Linked DNA regions of Cricetulus griseus: region 2 is linked to region 1. A link is a contact called in public Micro-C data. All regions are on one chromosome and are shown on one strand. Each heading gives the region's core, a stretch centred on a gene start, on an enhancer-like site or on the middle of the called end of the contact. The rest is flanking DNA. Distances are from core to core; before and after follow the strand shown. Region 1 holds the start of Ehd4 (EH domain-containing protein 4). Region 2 overlaps Ehd4 (EH domain-containing protein 4).

Region 1 (5,074 bases), core at 1,769-4,268:
TCTGGTGATCACCCAAAAAGAGTGAGCATATTTTCTTGACACCCCAGGCTCTTCAGGCATCCCACCTAGGAGAACTTTCCATCAAAACAAAGGACACACTCAGTTGCCTCAGTTCTGATGAATGTCCTGGTCCATCACATACAACAGGACTCCTAGTTTCTCCAAAACAAGAGAGAAAAACAGAGTTTAACTAAAGGTGTGAGATGCATAGTAAAGTCTATGTTAAGTGACTTACACTGAAGAGGAACGTTTCCCTCTGTGATATTGCAGGTCCTGTGTTAGTGAGAAGGAAAAGAACCTGTGACTTTATAGACTGGCCCCTTCTCCAAGTATAAGTGAGCATGCTCACTGCCAGAAGCAAAACACCCAGGTCCCTAGCCAGGACCTACCTAAAGGAGAGGCCAGGAAAGCCAGATCTCACGGCCCTCTCCTGTTTACTACCCCAAGTGCCCAGGTCTCCAGGATAGCTGCCCTCTGTTTGGGGCTTTCCTCCCAGAGACCAATCACTTCCTCCTACTCTACTCTAAAATCCATTTCAGATGCCACAAGTGTAGCTTCATCCAGCTTCCTGTCCACAGTGATCTTCTAACCCCCTGGGCACTTTGGGCCCTTGGTCTAATGGCTCAAGCTTCCAGTTAAGGTTATTCCTCCCTTACCTTTGGGCTGTATAGCTCCTACTGAGTCCAGCTACTAAAAAATACTTAATTGGGAGGTATAGCCATGAGCCAAATCTCAGAACTGGTCTTAACACTATTCCACAAAGCTTCTCCTAATCAATGAAGCAGAGAAGAATAAGAAAATAATTTGAGGCGGGGAAAGAGGATTGACACACATCCCTTTGAACTGAGTTGTACTCTCCTACCTCAGGCCTGCTTATTAGCCAGAATATGAACAGAGGAGCACACTGTCTTTAGCCTAGGTTGGTATAGCATCTAGGAAAGGCTCCCTAATTATGCACAGATACAGTGAAGCCATGGCAAAGATACATGGGAGGAGATGTGGGGCTGCTATGAAACTGCCACCAGAACATTTTAACGATGTTATACTCTTATTTGCTTTAAGCTTAAAAAGTTCTCTCCCCACTCTTGTAATACTTTACTATCCCAATAATTCACAACTACTGCTTCTAAGATCTTAAATGTACCATCTGTTTGCCATCTGTTTTGTTTTTGTTTCTTAAGTTTTGCTGTTGTTCTTATTGCTGTTTTGTTTTGGAGACAGGATCTTTTGTTGTGTTATCCTAGAATGTTTTATGTAGCCCAGGCTGGCCTGGAAGGCACATGAAGACTCAGCTTCCCAAATGCTGGGATTACAGGCAAGCACTATCACAGACTGATATTTGCCATCTTTCAAGGAGCCAGCTACTGATATATATATATATATATATATATATATATATTATCTGAGGTAACATATTCAACACTATTTTCAGCTTATTAAAAAGCATCAAATGAAACAATTTCAACATTATTTTCCCCACTCTTCTTTCATATTTCAAAATACAGTGTATTTCATTTGCTGAAGTCATTCACGGTGTATCTATAGGCCCAGGTTTAACATATTCTTATAGCAACAACTACTCTATTTATTGGAACTGAAGAAAAAGAGGTCATACTTAACAGAAATGGCATTACCCCAAAGACAGATGTAGTTTTCTGAACACCTGTTGAACATCAAATGATGAAAAGAATGTTCCAATTCTCAAAACTCCAGATCCAAATCTAAATGTTTAGTCAGTTTGCTTTGACTGACAGGGGCTTTAACAAAAAAACAAAAAACCACCCCCCCCAAACCAAACAACAACAACAACCAAAACCAAAAACACAAACAAAACAAATTAAAAAACCAAATCTTCCCAAAGAAAGGAAGTTGTTTTGTTTTGCTCTGTTGAGAATCCCTGTGTAGCCCTGGCTGTCCTGGAACTCATTCTGTAGACCAGGCAGGCCTTGAATTCGGAAATCCTCTTGCCTCTGTCTCCTGAGTGCTGGGATTAAAGACATTCACCACCATCGCCCATTGAAAAGGAGTTTTAATAAGCTGGTTGCTTTAGAAATAAGATGCCTTATTTAAAAAGCAGTCTGTTCCATTGTAAATTATTTCTCATCGAGTCACTTCAGAGGAAGCTGTGTGATTGGAACCGCAGGGCAAGCACGGTTACTGCTTCAGGAGTCAGAGCGAGCGTGACAAATATTTCAGTTTGTCAAGGGTGAAGAAATGGAAACTAACAAATAGTAACCTGACACTCCCCTTCGTTCCACAGGCTGGAGAGGCGACTACACTGTAGGCTAACTTCCTATAGACCATAAAGCTGAATGAAAGCAGCCGCTGTGGCGAAGAGTGGCAGGTAAAGGCATGGCATACCTCCACCGTGGCATTTATTCATTCATTGTCACTGTGCTGGAAGCTTACCTCTCCAACTAGGACCCGCACACCTTCATTCTCACTTCCAACCCTAGGCTGCACTGATGAGGCTCTCTAGAGCCTCGCCCTCCCTCCCTGTCCTGTGTTCCCAGGCCAGGGTGACAGGATCAAGGAAACAGCAAGCAAGGGGCTCGCAGCCCCGGGCTCAGGGGAGCCTCGCGCGACGAGAGCCCGTCGGGGTCGCGAGAGGCGACGGGGCCACTGAGCTCTGAGTGTAACTGAGGGCAGACGGTGCCCAGGCGGAGGGGCAGCGAGCCTGCGCGGCGAGTTACCTGATGAAGGTGGTCTTGCCCGTGCTGTACTGGCCCACCAGCAGGATCATGGGCTTGTTTTCGAAGTCGGCGTCCTCCAGCGCAGGCGAGTGGAACTCGTGGAAGCGGTACGCCTCCTCCAGCGGCAGCACCTTGCGCTGGTAGAGCGAGCGCAGGCCGCCCGTCACCGTCTGCACCGCGTCCATGCCGCCCGAGCGTTCGCGCCCGCCCGCCTGCCGTCCCATCCAGCTGAACATGCTGCCGCCCGCCAACTAGCAGCCCGCTGCGCTCCAGTCAGACCCTGCGTCGCTCTATCTCAGCGCCCGCGTAGCTCTGGCCGCCGCCGCCGCCGCCGCCGCCGCCCGTCCCCGGGCCCGCCCCCTGCCGCGACGACCAATCACCAGCCGCTGCGTCACGGACCGGCGCTCATTATTCAGAAGCGCTCTCGGGTCCTTCCTCATTGGGCGTCTGCCAGCGAGGAGTGGAGGCTCTAGCCAATGGAAAGGCGTGTCTTAATGAATTATCGATGACGGCATCGGTCTGGACGGCTGGGCGAGGAGAGGGAGTAACCCAGGCAGGGTGGCGCGGGCGCGTCTCCTCGGGTACATCCTTCTGGCCAGGTGGCGTCGGCTTCCGGGCAAGTCTTAGCTGGCAGGAACGAACCCCCGGAGGCCGGCCTTCTGGAACTCGACTCATCCAAAGCTTCTGGACATAGACACTGGGGACGGAAAATTCAGAAAGTTGACAGACAGGTTCCTTTTCCTCTGGCAGATTACCATCCTTTTTACTGTCGAAGGGACTCGGGCTCATCGATACAACTGGCAAATTTTTGAAGGAGAGGAAATACACTCCCAACTATCTGCGTGGATATTTCTCTCGCCTCCACTGAATTATGGATCAATTGAAGGCCCTCTCTCTCTTTGGCTTTATTTAATTTTTCTACCGCATGGAATTCTCATTATTACAATCTAATTTCAACACTAACATGCACCAGAGCTGTTGTCATCGCCGCGCCGCCCCCTTTCCAGTATAAAACCTGGTAGACACTGGTAGAAATAATTGACCATTGCTAGGCGAGAAATAACTTTAGCGCGTTGTCAGCGTGGCCCGTGAGGTCAGAAGCCGAGGAATAACCGGAGAGTCTTGTTAAAATACAGATCCCTAGTTCTCGCTACAGACCTACTAAATTAAAATGTTGAGATGGAGATCAACAAGTGCCTGCAAATGATTCTTGTGTGCATTACGTTTGGAGAAAGATCGTGTATAAACTTCTTGAACTTGGAAGAAATGAAGAGCTGACTCGTGAGGTGGTTGTAAAACTGTATTTTGAACGGTCGCCCAGGTGTTGCCAGTGCAGTGCAAGAGTGTTTATGACAGCTTTGTTCATCAGTAAAACTTGGAAGCAACCAGAATGGCATTCAGTAGACGAATGGATAAACTATGGTATAGCTGCTGTTTTATGAGGTGAATTTATTAGTGAAGTTTCTGGATATAAGGGCCAGCTATGTCTACATGCTAGAAACAACAATTGGTCATTGAAGTGAAAATCTGCATCCCTTGGAATAGTACCAAAACTAACAAATGTTTAGAACTAAATCTAATCGAATGCACCAGACCTATACGCTGAAAATCACAATATATTTCTAAGAGAAATGGAGGCCTAAATATATATTGCCTGTATCATGTCCATGGACCAGAAGACTCAACATTAAGATACCAGTCTCCCCCAGTTCATTTGATGCAATCCTAATAAAAATCTTAGCAGGTTTTTGTTTTAGTCAAAATTAACAAAATCTAAATTTCATGAGGTGGATGTGAAGGGCCCAGAATAAACAAAAAAAAATGTTTAATATAACAAAGTGGAGCTAATTTCAAGACTAATAAAGCTACAAAAATCAAGACAGGGTGGTATTAATACAAAATTATTTAATAAGCATACACTAATGATATTTCAGGAACAGGCTTGTGTAAGGTTTTCTTGACTTATGACATCACATTTTAGTTTATGTAAGTATACTCCATGATGCTCACACAGTGGCTAACATTGCATTTTAAGGACATGTCATCATTTAGTGATGAATCACCATATCGATGGAACAGAGTCCAGAAAGACCTACACATACATGGCCAACTGTTTTTTGACAAAGCACAAAGACAATTAAGTGGATAATTCAAAATCCGTTTGTTTTTCTTTTTGGAACAGAGTCTCATGCACCCAAGCTGGCCTTAGATTCCCTAGATACATGGAAGTACCTCGAACTCATCTTGATTCTTTTGCCTCTGCCTCCCAAGTGCTTGGGTTACAAGAAAGTCTTTTACTTAAACAGTTTAGAATGACCAGGTGTTGGTGGCGCACGCCTTTAATCCCAGCACTCGGGAGGCAGAGGCAGGCGAATCTCTGT
Region 2 (5,303 bases), core at 1,111-3,610, 64 kb before region 1:
TGATCAATCACAAAGCTCTATATTCCCAGCCCTCAGTGCAGTTTTATATGTGGGTATTTATGTATGGGCAATTCTGGATGAGAGGGTGTGGAGATAGACAGGCTATTCATTTATGTAGTTTCCTGGAGATAGACAGAGAGATCCCAGAAAGAAGCCAATCTTGGCTATTCTGGAAAAAGCAGTGAGACAGACTTTAAGGGGGGATATATAGGCATGGATCAATACATTCTTTCATTGTAAAACATGTGGAAAAAAATAGAAATTGAAAATAAAGATTTAAGCCAGGAATACCATGTGCCTCTAAGGCCAGAACCTGGGAAGTGGAGGCAGGAGGGTCAAGAATTCAAGGTGAGCTCATGCATGGTGGGAGTGTGGATGCAGGCACAGTGGTGAACACCTTTTATCCCAGCCCTCTGGAAGTAGAGGCAGGTGTATGTGCCTCTGTGAGTTCTAGGCCAATAGGGCTAGACAGTGAGACTTTGTCTCAAAAGGCAAGAAACAAACAAACAAACAAATGGAATTCAGGGTGATGACTAGATAGCAGAACATCCCAAGTTCAGTTTCCAGCACCCAAGTTGTGTGGCTCACAACCACCTGTAGTTCCAGCCTTCTGGGATCCAATATCCTTTTTTAACATCTGTGGATAACTGCACTCACACCCACATAGATACACATGCATACATATAATCTAAATTAAAAAAAAAAAGAATTCCATGGCTCTAGGCCCTACTGCCTCTACCTTTTGAGTGTTGGGATTACTGATGTATGCTACCACACATGGCTAACCTAACCTAGCAAAGTCATTTTGTAGATAGCAATGGAAGCAGTGTCTAACAGAAAACAATAATTGTGATTTTCAGGGTGTGTGGCAGGGCAGGATTCTCTGTTCTTATTTGGAAGAGGAGCCCCAGCACTCAGACTGCAGAGGGGTCAGAGCCAAAAGATGACTGCCTATCATGTCTTCAGATGTGGCCCAACACACTTGCAGACAGGCAGCATTGTGCCATCTAACCTGCTATGCTGAAACCTGGCAGTCTGCACCTGGTTGAGCACTTAAGTCAGGCAGTCTGGCTTCTAAAATGAGTTCTGGCTTCTGGGTCCCACATCCTCACTGGTTGATTAGAGCTACAAGGGCATCTTCTCCATCCTCTGCACCATACAGTGCTACTAACACTCAGGACTTCTGCTGACAGTGTCGTAGTCAGCTGAGAGGACAAAAGGGGCCAGTTGAGGAGGAAGGTTATAGGCCCTCCTACATAAAAATTCCAATGCTACTGGGTAAGAGGTCTGAATTCCCTTGGGTGCAGGAACACCTACCCCATCCCTGGGAAATGAGTCTGAGCACACTGGGTCCTTGTGTCTGCTCAAACTGTCTACCAGCCTGCAGAGTACAGAGATTCTGATGACAGTTATATGAAGAAACAAAGGGCCAGCGGCTACAATTTTGCAGGAACTACTAGACAGCAGAGGCTATGTCTGCCCAGAAAGCACATAGGAAATAAACTCTGGTCCATGTGGGGGACAAGCTATTTTCCTCCTGAAGAGCAAGTCTAAAACAGCAATCTTTTTTTTTTATTGGATAGCCATGCAGTCGAGATTTAATGAGATCAACAACTGTACCACTGGGCCCAGGATCGTGGGGCTGGAGTCAGTTCTCAGCCCAGTCTCAGGATGGGTTATCCTTGTCCAGTTACTAACAAAGTTCACCAGAGCAGTTTTCAAACGTGTGGTAGGGACAAGCAGATGGGGATGGCTCTGCTGCCCTCTGCTGTTAAAACATGGTAACTCAGCCACACGGGGGTCAAATTCTTCAAGAGTAAGCAGTTAACAGTATAGTGTTTCTAGCATTCTCAAGCTGCAGGGCAGTCTTTGCACAATAGGCCAGCGTCCCTTGGGACAAGACACAGGACAGACACAAAAACACGCACTTGGCTCACTGTGATAGATGTGAGAATCTCCTGACCAGGGAATTCTTGAGAGGGAGAACATAGACCAAAGCCTGCTGTGGTGAACCCTCCTCATGACCCTCAATATGCCCAGTTTGTGACTGTTATTTCCCAGCCATAGCCTCTGCCTCTGACCCACACATAGCTGGTGTTAACTGAATGCCTGTTGCTGAGGATGGCAAATCCTCAACAGCCTCAGGGAAAGGTACATGCTCAGCATTCTAGATCAGCAATTCTCAACCTGTGGGTTGCAATCCCTCTGGGGGCTGCATATCAGATATCCCACACATCAGATGTTTACATTACAATTCATAACAGTAGCAAAACTACAGTTGAGAACCACTGTTCTAGATGAAGGGGAAGCAGAGTGAACATGGCATGGGTACTGGACTCTGGAGTTACAGTCTTATGAAGACACAATGAATCACAGACATGAAGTCACTAATTACACTGAAACCCACAGCATTCATGTTGCAGCAAGGGTGTGTCACCAGGGCAAAGACTAAATTATTCTTCCTCTTATCTTAAATGTCTGCCCATTGATGTATTCCAGGGACTAGGACAATGATTGGGCACAGTAATTAACATTTTCCTGGATGAATGACTAAATGAGCACACATGAACATGACATCTCTCAGGTTGGGGCTCCTTGTTCTGTCCCAAGGCACTTGGGCTCACTGAAGATACTCAATGTGGGTACTGACCATAGGGACTCTCAGTATAGGCTTCCACTTACCCCAACTCCTGTTGAATGGGCTGCACCTGAGACTCTGATTTCCCTGACTCCTTCCCCAGGATTATTCCTTGCCCCAGCTCTGAGAGGCCTGGCTATGCTCTGGCCCAGATGAGTTTTCACAGACAGCTATCATTCTGGAGTCTGCTCTGTTATGGGAGCTCACCTACAGGCCACATGAGAGCCCAGAGGGGCTCAGCAGAGCTTCAGAGTTTCAGAGAGTTACCATGTGGTGTGGGCAATGTAACAACAGCCAAAGATTGCATATATGTGGTGCCATAGCATATGGTGGGTATTTATTCATGGTTTTCACTTAAGCCAACATACTAAGTTCCCTTATGAAAGGTACAAGGAAATAGCTGTCTTGTAGTTGAGCCATGGGATACAGGGCATAACCTAAGTATAAAAGAAAAAGTCTCAGCTGGGCAGTGGTGGCGCACACCTTTAATCTCAGAACTCAGGAGGCAGAGTCAGGTGGATCTCTGTGAGTTCAAGGACAGCCTGGTCTACAGAGAGAAAGAGTTCCAGGATAGCCAAGGCAACACAGAGAAACCCTGTCCTGAAAAACGAAAACCAAACCAAACCAAACCAAACCAAACCAAACCAAAACAAAAAACCCAGTAGTCTCTGGGAGACAACTAACCACAAGTCCTCAAGTTTCCTCCTACTGGTTGCCTTATCCCCCCTGATATGAGGGTTTGTACCTAGTCTTATTGCATCTTGTTATGCTATATTTGGTTGATATCTCTGGGAGGCCCGCTCTTTTCTGAAGGGAAATGGAAGAGCAGCAGATGGGGGTGGTGGGTGTTGGGAGGAGGGGAGGGAAGGGAAGCCGTTGTCAGGATGTGCTATATGACAGAATAAATTAAACAAAGAAACAAAAAACTTGGCTAGATCCTATGACCAGATCATACCAGAAGCACCCACCTTAACCCTAGGCATAAAGAGCTGCCACCAGAACAATGAGTCTAACGCCACTTCCCCTGCTCTGCACCAGCATGTCAGTGTTTCATTTATTAAAGCTGGCCTCACCTCTACTTTGTCCACTCCCTTCCTCCTCCTCTTCTCTCTGAGACCCAACCTTAGCCATACTCTCACTTGAGCCATTCTCTGTGGCTTGTGTGGCTTGGAGTGAATGATATAATGGTTGGTCTCAGGAAAAACCCATGTTTAGTCTATCCAGTTTTTGAAAATTCGAGACCAAATTTGAAAGGTGATTTACATACAACTCTAGACTTCAGCTCCTTATGCCCACGAGGGTTCATATTCCCACAGGACAGTGACAACGACATCCCCACATAGGTGGGTGACTCACAGGACCCCAACAAGCTCCTACTCTGCAACTGCAGAATCATTCTCCTTGTAGATCTTGGAGATATACTCAGGGACCCACTAGATATGACAAGCAGGCAGAGATGACATGGCCACCTCTTCATCTAGCTATATAGCTGGTAGCTGTAGGTCCCTGAGCTCATGTCATCTGCTTAATAGAGAGGACTGAGCCCTGTGTAGATGTGTGCTACACTAGACAAGAAGATCATGACCTTGTTCAGAAGGACACTCCATCACTGTGGGGCAGTGGACACTGGATACTGGACAGGCCATAGCAGCTGAATGCAGACCCATTATGGCTTGCCTGGAACTGCCCAGAGCTAATGGGGGCTAATGGGAGATTCTAAAATCAGGTTGGAGGCCACCACTACCAGCCTTTCAGCAGAACTCTTGCTGAACACAGAAAAGTAGTGCTGTGTCCAGAGCCCCAGCTCAGTGCTTAGCATCGAGCCTGTCCAAGGATACTCCCTCACTGTATGGCTGCAGGAGCTATCCAAAGTGATCTTCAAAGACAAGCCCAGCTCTAATTCCCTTCAGGTTCTGGGATTGTGAAAACCAGGGGTCACCTCAATCTCAAAGACAACTCTGAGGATGTCTATGAGGCCAAGCTGTATCTCTTTCTCATGTGAGTTTCACTGCCCTTTGGCTAATTGTCTCACCTTTAAAAAGATATTCTGGAAGGCAAACAATGTTTGCTTTAGTCATAGGAGGCCATCATCATGGGTCACCATTAAGAAGATGGCTTCATTGCATTCTCCTTTATTAAACTGTGAGACTTTCTTATATTCCCTGTGACCAGCTAGGGATTGAGGCAAGGAATTGTAGTACCCCAACCTCCTCGTGACACTGTAATGGGACTTCCAGTACCTGCATGGCCTTGACCTCAGGGAAGTCCCCCGCGGAAATCTGGTATTCTCGCTGCAGCTGAACATAGATTTCTGGAAGCCTGAAGATAAGTTCTCGCTTCTTATTTTCTTTTCCAAATACATTTGGCATTTCCTTCTTCAGGTAGCTGATGATGTAGGCATGTACCTGAGGGGAACATGTCAGGTGAGCACACACCACACTACTTGAGAGAAGAGATTAATGAGACCCATTCCCATGCAGAACTCTGGTTTTCAACCGCAAGAGAAGGTGAGGATCCAGGAGCCAGGCAGCCTAAGGGGAACTGGAATGTACCACCCGAGCTCTGAGGAGCTGGTCTGAACCAGGTAAACTGAGAGCCGGACCTGAGGAAGGGCCAGAGAGACCAGATATGCCGAGACCATGCAGTGGTGGTGAGCACGGAGAAG

The links. Hi-C and Micro-C count contacts between places; a contact is called where the count stands out from the background.
Region 2: a contact with region 1 is called in a Micro-C map of the CHO-K1 cell line, with 2.2 times the contacts expected there. The contact joins the enhancer-like site here to the promoter of Ehd4 in region 1. A contact is called at or near these places in 2 of 8 Hi-C or Micro-C datasets (both in the CHO-K1 cell line).

What each region holds. Positions count from the first base shown.
Region 1 is chr6:58,330,971-58,336,044 of CriGri-PICRH-1.0, reverse strand. Ehd4 (EH domain-containing protein 4) reads right to left here and starts at 3,018. Exons shown (of 6, transcript XM_027422135.2): 1 at 2,694-3,018. The coding sequence starts at 2,929.
Region 2 is chr6:58,394,253-58,399,555 of CriGri-PICRH-1.0, reverse strand. Ehd4 (EH domain-containing protein 4) reads right to left here. Exons shown (of 6, transcript XM_027422135.2): 5 at 4,879-5,043. Among named protein-coding and RNA genes, the nearest start is that of Sptbn5, 11 kb to the left of the region's middle. Within about 2 kb of position 2,360, at least 1 of the 6 cell types and tissues checked has open chromatin away from gene starts, as enhancers often do. A contact at or near this core is called in the CHO-K1 cell line, where this site is marked.